Linked DNA regions of Danio rerio: region 1 is linked to region 2. A link is a contact called in public Hi-C data. All regions are on one chromosome and are shown on one strand. The core of a region is the stretch at or near the end of the contact, and the rest is flanking DNA. Distances in the headings are between cores, read along the strand shown.

Region 1 (5,655 bases), core at 1,070-3,569, 110 kb after region 2:
TGTAATTGATTTAAAGTAAGTACTGATCCAGTAAGTTACTGTAGATTCTGCAGGAAATTGTTAACAGTATGTAAAACAAATACTATGGAAGTCAACGATTACAGGTTTCCGTATATTTCTACAAAATATCTTCTTCTGTGTTCAGCTGTAGTTAGAAACTCATAATGGTTTGGAACCACTGGAGGGTGAGTAAATGAGTAAATTTTATTTCTGCGTGAGCTATCTCTTTAATTACTCTAGTTTTGCTGTATTTTTTTGCACATTGAGGTTTATCTTCAGTTGCAGTGGTAGACTCTCACAAGGTTTTGTCCCACGCAAGGGAAAGTATTAAAAAAACATGTTGGTTGAAGGAAGGCTTTGTGGTTTTTGTTAAGGTACTAAAAGTCCCATTTTGCATGTAGAGTCAGTTGAAGGCTTTTTAACTAAATATCTGGCTTCATAAATATTCACTCAAAAAATGACATTTGCCGTTTGTTAAATCTTAATTGTTTTATGTTCAATCAACTTATATTTGTAAAAACGAAGGAGCAACAGTTTTTCTCAGTGGCTTTGGTGCATTTCTCACAACACTACATTTGCAAAACAGTTAATGCATTTCTCAAAACAATTAGTCATAGTAGCAGTTTCTCATTCCTTCCGACAAATTGCAAATGCTTTTGGACATGCAATTATTCAAACTTTAATATTAAAATAAACTCAATAATAGCTGTTGAAAAACACAAAACACTAAAAGAGACATTCTACCAGAAACATACAATTTCACTTATATAAAATGTGACAGGGTCTGACCTTTAAGCTTGTTGTCCTCCAAAATATCATATCATACAAAAACAAGCATAAATCATACAATTCAATGACAGAACACATCCTTGATCGCTTTTTTATTTTATTTTTAATCGGTAAATATGTACAAAGTTAGTACAAGAATATACATCTCACAACAGTTATGATTATGAACAAATAAAACAAAATAAAAATGAGAGAAATTATATTAGTTGTAGAATTAAAGTAAAAACAGATCTTTTTGACTCAGAGCTTAAACCCCTGTTTACAACTCTTACATTTCTGGCTAAGAAATGTGTATTACTAAAATGGTCTACTTTTTAAATTCCAACTACTTCCATGTGGATTTCTCAGTAGTCAGTCTTTCTTCCATTGGAAAAATTACCTTATCACCGTCCTCAACTACAAACATGACAAATTCAGGAGACTTTGGGAACCTGTCCAATTCTTTCTACAAAAACTCAGAAATTTTTGTTTCAAGAGAGTTCTTTTGTTTTATTTTGATTATTAAAAAAAAAAAAAAAAAAAAAAAAAATATATATATATATATATTATTTTTATACTTGCATTTGTAAGTTTTTATTTACTGCGCAGTGCTTGGAGATGGTTTGTTTATCTGATTGTCTTTGTTGTTTGTACTATTTGAAAAATCCTTCATAAAAAAGTATAAACAGATGCCAGGGGTAAAAAAAAATTACATAGGTAAGATAATAATAATAATAAAAACAACATTTATTTAATCAAAATAAATTTACATAATGCTTCCTTTCTTTTTTTTAGCTTCTCTCTTTTTAATATTACACAGTGTACTACCAGATTGTTCAATCTCCTTTATAAAATGTTTGCATCCTTGATCACTGTCAACTTCTTCGTCAAATGGTGTCACTTCGGAGCCATAAAAGTATTGCATGCATTTTATGTTAAATTTAATGCAAATGTGACAGGACTGACAGAAACATGGGGACAATTGTAATTTTTTGGTATTTTATATATGTAGTAGCCTTTTTTAATATATATAATTTAATGTTTTTAATAAATTGATGTGAATAGTAACAACTTAAACTTGCTATTTTTGAAGTATTGTTTTTCTAAATAACAGTTTTTTGACATCACAAAACTTAAAACTGTTCAATTGGGCTGAGCACAAGGACAGTGACAGCTTTGTGCATTTGTAAAGTGTTTTTAAAGAAAAATAAAAATTCTAAGAAACAAATGAATGACATATTTCTTTGCAAACAACTCACAGAAATAAACCACCAGTCCATTTCAGACATTTTTGTGATTAAATACTTTTTATTCACTGTATTTTTAAATTTATTTCAGGGACAAATAATGTACGCTTCTGGCAGAATGTCACATATGCTGTTTTACTCAATCTAAAAACATACGAAAGTTGGCGGTTCATTTCGCTGTGGCAAACTGATGAATAAAGAGCAAAAGGAAAATGAATGAATGAATGAATGAATGAATGAATGAATGAATGAATGAAAACACACGAATTAGATAAATTACACATTTGTTTACTTTCAAACCTTTGACTGCGGCTTAAGACCTGACTAGTCAAACGCTAAACGGCCATGCTAACTTTATCAAGCATAGTCAAGCGTCCAAATAGGCTTTAAACGTGATCACTGATGCATCTTAGTTGTTTTATAACAAAATATTAAAACATCTACACATTATGTTTAAGTAACTTCAAAAGCGAAACCGATCATTCACTCCGATACTGTTAGTCAGGTCTGGGTTACCCGAAGCCCACCGAATTTGAAACCGAAAACATTAGCTTAGCTCATGTTAGCTTAGCAGGCCAATCATTAACCTACCTAGTCTGTCTAATTCATCCATTTAAAACAAAACGTAACAAAACATGGAGAAACTGGCTGCTTTTATACTCGTTTTAACTCTACTGTGCGCTTACTGGCAAAGCGCTGAAGGAATCAGAGAATACTCATACGCAGGTAAATGATTTGAGTCACATGCTAAACAGGCAACAACAACGTAAACAAGCATCAGTAACTGTACAAAACAGTTACCCTGTGTATGTAGGATGATTCTACTGTTTTAGTTTTGAATGTAAGGAAATCACAGGCTGTAAACCCTTGTTTACCGTTTTATATAATCGCAAACTGAAGTGTGTAATGGACACAGATGTTGTCAAATGCAGTTACAGTCATATATGATGTAACGTTAATGTACATTGTGCTCGTAAAATACCTCACGATTCAGCTTTACCGTTTTATTAAAGTACGAATGTGCGAATATAAATCAGCTTTAGCTCACTTGAACTTTGGACAGTACTTAGAAAACATCGATAAAGATTGAATGGGGATTTATACAAGAAAACCTGTCTAAATTGTCTTTTTTTTCGTAAAAGGTGACTTCTGTTTTTGTAAAATGTTATTTAAGTTAGTTATCGTCCATTTTGACATTCTAAAGTAAAAGTACAGAAGTAAGAAAAAAGATTACATGTAAATAAGTCTTATAGGTGATCGTGTTTTACATTTATTTTATAAATAGCAATTAATTGCCATTTTAATGACTTCGATTATTTAGTATCCATTTAAGGATAAGTAAACATAACTGGTTTTCTGTAATCTCGTCTTGACCCTTCTAACCTCTTATTTTACACTCAGAAAATTATGTGTGCTGTTTGTTTAAACTACTTATTTACATGAGCTGAAACAACACAATTCATGAGTTCGTTGGGACAACTTAATTGTTTTATGTTCAATCCACTTAAATTTGTAAAAACTAATCCGTTAACTTAATTCCTAAATGTTGTAACAACACAGAACAATTGTGTGGAACTCAGCATTTTTTATAGAGTTAGGTTTGCAGTCTCTCTGATAGACATGTGCTGATATTGAATAATGCATGATGTTGTTATCGTGGACACTTCAAAATACCACAAGTAATAATTTTGATCTAAACTGTGAAATGGAGACAAATGTTGTCAAATGTAGTTACAGTCATATATAATATATAGTACGATGTGCTCATAAGAGTACCTCACATTAATTAAGCTATCTTAGCCTTTTTAAATTAACTTTACCGTTTTATTAAAGTCTGAATGTGTGAATATAAATCCAGCTTTAGCTCACTTGAAAATTTTATATGGACATATGCGTAGTCTCTGATACTAATTTTACACTGACAGAAAACTCATTCATTATAGGATCTTCATGTCGTCAATATTTTGGTCAATTGACATTTTTGTCAGATCGAATTTTTAGTCCATATGGTCCTATTTTTTTCTTTGTGGTTTGTTTTTATGACGACAATATGACGGCCTATTTTCTTTATTTTAAAGTGATGAAAGTAAAAAAAAAAGGTAAATATTCGACTTATTTACACTGTCAGGGCATACAAGATTAATGTGATAATTTTTTTTAATTCAATAAAACATTCAGAGTTGCAACTTTGACCCTTGGTTCATAAGATGTCAGTGGATCAACAGCTTTTGTAATGTATCTGCATGCTTTGACATGCAAAGCAAAAACCTGAGTATGGGTTCCCAAATTTCTCTGACTTTTATACAAAAGCAACAGTTGAGAACTTAATATAAAAAGTAAAATAACAGTAACTTGCATGTGCAGTTATTTTTATGTTTAAAAATAATTGGTTGCTGAAATATTTAGTTTAATATATTTACTTGAAACTATTTTAGATTTTAAATTAACATTTCAGTCTAATAGATGATTTGCTGGCAGTTTTCTCTTGTATAGCTTTTTATTTATTTCATTATCAAAATAAATCATTCAGCTGTATGTCTGTTTATCATTTTAATTAACTATGAGTCTCCAGTTTGTAAAATCAATGTTGTTTTTTTTTTTAAATGAGGAAAATACATTGCATGATTAGTACAGCTAAATGTAAGCAACCGTAAATGTGAATGTGTTGTTTTGGAAAGTGAAGATGCAGCAGTATCATTAGTGCAGTCATTAGGATGAATTCAGTCTGTGGGCAGAAGCTCTTATATAGACTTCTTTTTTGCATGTGTGGATGATTCTGTACTGTCTTTGACATGTCTTAAAATTAAAGCAGAAGTGTTATTCTGATCCTGACAGATTGCACCGATGTGAAAGGAGACAGTGCACACAGGTATTCTGGGAGTCGATGCTTCTGTTACAGCCCTGGTACAGTAATCAAATGGAAGGACATCTGGTCCACCTTCAAGGTAATGTATCATGTCCCTCTGTCCAATTAGTTACTCTTCCTGTATAGTGTTTTTTTTTGTAATTTTTTTATTATATGTGACGGGTAAATCATGGAATAAAAGGAGGGTGAGAGTTTTAAAAGGAACACTTCACTTGTTTTTTTATTTTATTATTTTTTTTACAAATGCTCTCATTTTTACAAGTCACCTAGAGTTGAACATTTGAGTATTACCATTTTTAAGTCCATTCAGTTGATCTATTGTGGGAGCACTTTTAGCTTAGCTTTACATAAAGAATTAATTGATATTAGACCATTAGCATCTCGTTCACAAAATTCAATTTAAAAACAATTTTAATTTAAATATGGCTATTAACTATACTCTCATTCTAGTGTAATAATTAAGGAACTTTGCTGCCATACCACGGCTGCACCAGGCACAATGATATCACGCAGCACTGTTATCTTGTTACTCAGCTATTTTATACCAGCAAAGTTTCTTATTTATTACGTCGCACTTAGAGTTCCTAGTTCCTAGTCATATCAACCTAGAAAATAGTAACCTTTCATTTTCTGTTAGTGTTTCTTGATGTAACTACAGAGTCAAGCTTTAAATAGGAATAATTATAAGTCTTTTGTTTTACTTTTTAATCAAGATGCTAATGGTCTAATCCGATTGAATGATTTATGCTAAGCTAAGCTAAAGGTGCTCCTGGT
Region 2 (5,821 bases), core at 2,730-5,229:
CGCCAACTGAGCTGAGGTTTGAACCAGCGACCCAGGGACCTTCTTGCTGTGAGGCGACAGCACTACCTACTGCGCCACTGCCTCGCCCCAGTTAAAAGTTAACTTACTCAATTTGTGTTGTATTAACATGATGGAATATTGTGCAACCCAACATTTTTACGGTTTACAATGAAATTAGATATAGGATTACTTGTAGAACCACATACTGTGGTTCTTTGACTACTTTACAGTAAGGAAGTACGCTATTTTTTATGCAGCCATTGTGTTTTTCACAGCTGATTTTCAGGAAGATAAAACTTCCTTAATATTCTTTGACTAAAAATGCCAAAGTATATAATCACAGCTCATTAAGTCATTTGTTTAAACTAAATTGGACAATTTGTTCATTAAAGCTTGCAAGCGCAAAACTGCAGTGCAACTATCACTGCTGAAATTAAAGATGGCTTTAAATGCAAAAAAAAAAACACTAAATATATGGTTTTTAATCGCAGTCATACAAAAATGGAAGTTTTACCAATCTTAACCCTGTAAGGGGGACTGTTTTGAAAAAGTAAACAGTTATAGACCATTTCAATGTGGTCATGCCATTGGCCCATAAACATTCCTGCTTGTTATTAAACTATTTCATAACTGTAATCAACTCAATGTTAAAACAATATCATAACATTATTTTTTCAATATGTGGACCATTTTGGATTTTCTAAAGCTATAGAAATTAAAAATCTAACAGGAAATATGATGGGATCATTGTTTTTGTTTACATCCCTCAAAGTGGTCTATAAATATTTAGACATATGGTTTGATGAGTGGTTGGGTTTTAATATTCATATTAAAAATCGTGTAAAGACGCTCAGGCCAAAATTGGGTTTTCTTTTTTGTATTAAGAAGTCATTTCAAAACAAGAAAAAGAATTATCCAAATCTGTTTCTATTCAGTGATTATTTAGATTATGGAGATGTAGTTATATGCATGGTCAAGGTCAAGAATCTTGGTGTGATTCTGGAGACAGATCTGAGATTCAATAGTCATGTCAAAGCAGTTGGTAAATCAGCGTACTATCAACTTAAAAACATTGCAAGAATTAGATGCATTGTTTTCATTGAAAACTTGTTCATGCTTTTATCACCAGCAGGGTGGATTACTGTAATGGACTCCTCACTAGCCTTCCCAAAAAGACAGTCAAACAGTTGCAGCTCATCCAGAACGCTTCTGCCAGGATTCTGACTAGAACCAGAATATCAGAGCACATCACACCTGTCCTCAGGTTTTTACACTGGCTCCCAGTTACATTCAGAATATATTTTAAAGCAGGGGTCACCAAACTTGTTCCTGGAGGGCCGGTGTCCTGCAGATTTTCGCTCCAACCCTACTCAAACACACCTGAACAAGCTAATCAAAGTCTTACTAGGTATACTTGAAACATCCAGGCAGGTGTGTTGAGGCAAGTTGGAGCTAAACTCTGGAGGGACACCGGCCCTCCAGAACTGAGATTGGTAACCCCTGTTTTGAAGTATTATTACTGGTATATAAATCACTAAATGACCTAGGACCTCAATACATTACAGATATGCTCACTGAATACAAACCTAACAAATCACTCAGATCTTTAGGATCAAATAAACAAGAAATTCTAAGGGTTCAGTCAAAGCAGGGTGAATCAGCCTTCAGCTATTACGCCCCCTGCTGCTGGAATCAGCTTCCAGAAATGATCAGATGTGCTCCAACATTAGGTACGTTTATTCCTGTTTATGTAAAGCACTTTGAATTGCCACTGTGTATGAAATGTGCTATATAAATAAACTTGCCTTGCCTGCAAACCTGCCATTATTTAAAAAAGCTGGACAGTATAGTTCATGCTGCAATACGATTTGTGATAAATGCATCTTCACATACCCATCATTGTACTTTGTACAAAATGGTTTGATGGTTTTCCCTGCACCAAAGGAGAAACATGCTTATGCTTCTATTCACCGCTAGAGCATTATTGGGTATATTGCCATCTTATATTTGTAAACTTTTATCATGTTATACTTGTAGTTATAGTACACTAAATTCTTTTAAACTACATTTAACTGTTCCTCTCAGAAAAAAAGATACACGGTGGTACAAAAAATGTTCCTTGAGGAACAGTTTTGTACCTTTGTAAATATTGTACCTTATATGGTACAGAAAAGACCTCTTATGATGCTGTTCTGTGCCTTTTATGGTACAACTGTGAAGTGAAGGTACACAATTGCTCTCATAAAAAGGTACATAAACGTTGAACAACTCCTTCTTTATTACAATATGTATAAAATAAATATTACTGGAAAGGCAAAGTGATTTATTAATAATTTCCATATTAAAACAAGAATCATCATTTAAAACATATGTTTATAGAAACTCATGAACATTCATTAAGTTCAATAATACAAAACTGGCAAAATATAAACCTATAGGTATTGTAAACTAAACATTTAAGGCATTTTAAATAAATGTTTAGTAAGCATTTTTGACACTGTTAAGGTACAAATTGTCTTGTCGCTGTAGTGGTACCTTCATAGATCAGATTTGTCCCTTTGATGATGGTACAATATTGTAACTGCAGGTTTCAAAAGCCAAAGGGACATTTTGGTTTTCCATGGTTCAAATCATGTACTTTTAGGTTCAAACGGCAATGGTACAAATGTATTTCTTTGTCTTAAGGTACAATTCTGTCCCATAAAAAGGTACTGCCCCAGTGACAAGGGTTTGTACCTATTTTAATACAACATTGCACCATTTCTTCTAAGAGTGTAGAGTTTAGTAAAACAGTGTTATCCCATTTCAGCCCTACATTATTAAATGAAATGCGTTATCAGTGTTATCATATTAGAAACAAATCCATCTCTAAATATTTTTTAAAATCTTCTGAAGTCCTACCTGGATTAATCATGTGAATGTTTTGTGTAAATTTTAATTTGTGATGTTTTATGTGTCTAATTTTGTATCTGAAACTTTTTGTGCTGCCATTTTGGGGTGCATATCTGAATGGGAAATTCATGGTAAAATAAAAAGATAAATAAAAATAAATAAAAAGGGGGCGTATTCCATCAGTGTTAAACCAATGAAATGCTTATTCACAGTCCACACTAGAATACTATTGGCTTGTTTAGTATGTAATGACAGATCAGAAGTCACGCTTCAAAAAAAGAGGACACACTTTAAGTGAACGGAAAATACGAGTCAGTGCATGGAAGTCAGCTTCACTCACGAATAAAAATCCGTTCAAAAACATCACATATGACAGATCTAGCTTGTATGAATGCCCTTCACATTAATAGGGAGTGTCCCATTTCCAGAAACGTTGCATACTCGTTCAAAACCAAATAAAATCGGTATTATTATACTTTTATCAATCATGTTTAATAACAATATTACTACACATGTTCTCCATCCACTTGCTGTAAAAGTGTACACACAGCGCCACGTTGCCAGCCATTCATGCGTATTTTGGCGCGTGTGCTGCACACATGTAATAGACACCAGATCAGTAACGTTTATTTTCTCATGCGTCATGATCAACTGACAAAATAAATAAATAAAAATCCGTACTTATCTGCCGCCGCTTCCTGGACGGTCTCATCTTTCTTCGCTGTCTCAGTGGGTTCAATCGCTCCCTCGGTCTTTGTACATAGGAATCTTCTCCCAGCTAAAGGCTGAATGAAACACCTTCCATAATGGACAATGTTTAGTTTAGATATTCTGCCATTATTAGCAGCGCTGAAGCAGTACGCGTTAGGTAAAGTCTTTTTGTGCCTAATAATGTCCGACAACAAACGCTTAGGGCTGGTTTGAATCAACTCCTTCAGCACAATTGAAGCCCTAAACTGTAACATTTCAGTTCTATCGAGCTACTTCAGTTTTAATGTCTTTATTTTTAATAATACTAGAAGACAACTTGTAGTTCTGGAAGCCACGGCACTGTCAATTCCCACACTTTGCGCACCTACTGAGTCTGTGAGGATCTTTTTAATGACGAACGCCGAGCAAACGCACTCGTACACGCCCACCTAACGTCCTATTGGGCGGCGTGATAATATATGCAAGTATTCTCTCACGTCATTGGCTGAATTAAGCATGTTTCATTTTTGATGGCCATGCATCACATCCTGCAATGACTCACTTCGGCCAGCGTTGGGTTTGACTTTGTAGTGACGTTTATTTGAGAAAACTTGTGTGGATGATGCTTTAAGTACATTTATCTTTTTTTTCCCATATACATCATAAACATAACGTTATACTAGTTAGTACAATAACTAATTTTAACATAAGTCGTTTAAAGAGCAAAACAGTTGGTCAGAATAACAAATGTTTTATTTGTGGTGAAAAAATGCTTTGTTAATTGTCTAAAAATTACATATGTTTGTTACTTTATCTTATAAATAGTACTACGTTGCAGGAGTTATTGTAAAAAAATTACTTGAAATGTCATCAGTACTTTACACGTTTAAAAACATTGTCTTAAATAAAAAACTTAAATAAAAATAACAACATTTATAATATGCCCTTTTACTTTTAATTTGATATTTATTTTCATTGTATGACATCTATGATTTGTACAAGCCATTATGGATGATAACAAGACATCTCTGAATGGTTCAAGTCATTATTCTCTCATGTAAAACTTTTTCTCTTTTGGTATGTTTGAGATAGATAGACGGATGAACGGACGGACGGACGGACGGATGGACGGACGTAGACAGACAGACAGACAGACAGACAGACAGACAGACAGACAGACAGACAGGCAGGCAGGCAGACAGGCAGATAGATGCACAGAAGGAAGGAAGGAAGGAAGGAAGGAGGGAAGGATGGATAGATGGATGGATGGATGGATGGATGGATGGGTGGATGATAGATAGATAGACAGACAGACAGACAGACAGACAGACAGACAGACAGACAGACAGATAGATAGATAGATAGATAGATAGATAGATAGATAGATAGATAGATAGATAGATAGATAGATAGATAGATAGATAGATAGATAGATAGATAGATAGATAGATAGATAGATAGACAGATAGATAGAAAGCACTTGATGCAATAATCTGATGCCTGGAAATGTTAAAATAAGAAGGAACCAGGTGAGAAGCTTGCTGACAACAAAATAGGATTGAGGCATGTTTTAGAGAAAGCTGCTTATCTCTAGCGGCTGCAAAATAAAGAGCTCAGCTCTGCAGGAAGCTCAAGAAAACTCTGTGTGTTTAATATAAAGAGAAAATGAAGGCACTTTGAGCATTTCAGGTGTACATATGGGCTTGTGCAATCATTCAGTAACAGTTCAAGGAGTTAAGCAATCTCTGTTTATACATAAGAAGCCATCACTATAGACTAAAATAGCTTTTTTTATGGGCTGAGATTTTATACTTCATTTAAATCACAACCCCATAAATTCCATGAAGTCTCCATGAACTCACACACTTCATTACAAAGGGTGCTATCAGGCCAATCTCAGAAAAATTTACATCAATGTAATGCATTTGACCTTAAGTTTCCAACAGTGTTGACATTCAAAGCTGATTGGTTTGATTCATGATCTGAAATCTTTTATTTATATATATTTTTTTCTCCCTTGAAATGAAATGAGAAAACTACTTCTGTAACCCAGGATACAGGAAAAAAGTATTATGCTTAAAAATAGACCAAAAAAATACAGACAAGTAGTTCTGAACGCCCTTGAAAAGAATGATGATATGAGTCACTGAGGCCTGTATTTCTAGAAACTTCTAAATTTTGGCCTAAAACAAGGGAAAATGTGTCGGTTTGCGCCCTCTACTGTCTCAAAGGAGAAATT

The links. A called contact is a pair of places that touch in the nucleus more often than the background predicts.
Region 1: a contact with region 2 is called in a Hi-C map of hematopoietic stem cells, with 2.6 times the contacts expected there. The contact joins the promoter of nemp2 here to the promoter of glsb in region 2. A contact is called at or near these places in 2 of 18 Hi-C or Micro-C datasets (caudal fin and hematopoietic stem cells) and 1 of 4 datasets of contacts at active chromatin or transcription factors (caudal fin).

What each region holds. Positions count from the first base shown.
Region 1 is chr9:43,186,858-43,192,512 of GRCz12tu, forward strand. It overlaps nemp2 (nuclear envelope integral membrane protein 2), which reads left to right and starts at 2,320. Exons shown (of 9, transcript NM_001423789.1): 1 at 2,320-2,741; 2 at 4,851-4,960. The coding sequence starts at 2,651.
Region 2 is chr9:43,076,638-43,082,458 of GRCz12tu, forward strand. glsb (glutaminase b) reads right to left here and starts at 3,980. Exons shown (of 18, transcript XM_688079.11): 1 at 3,574-3,980. The coding sequence starts at 3,857.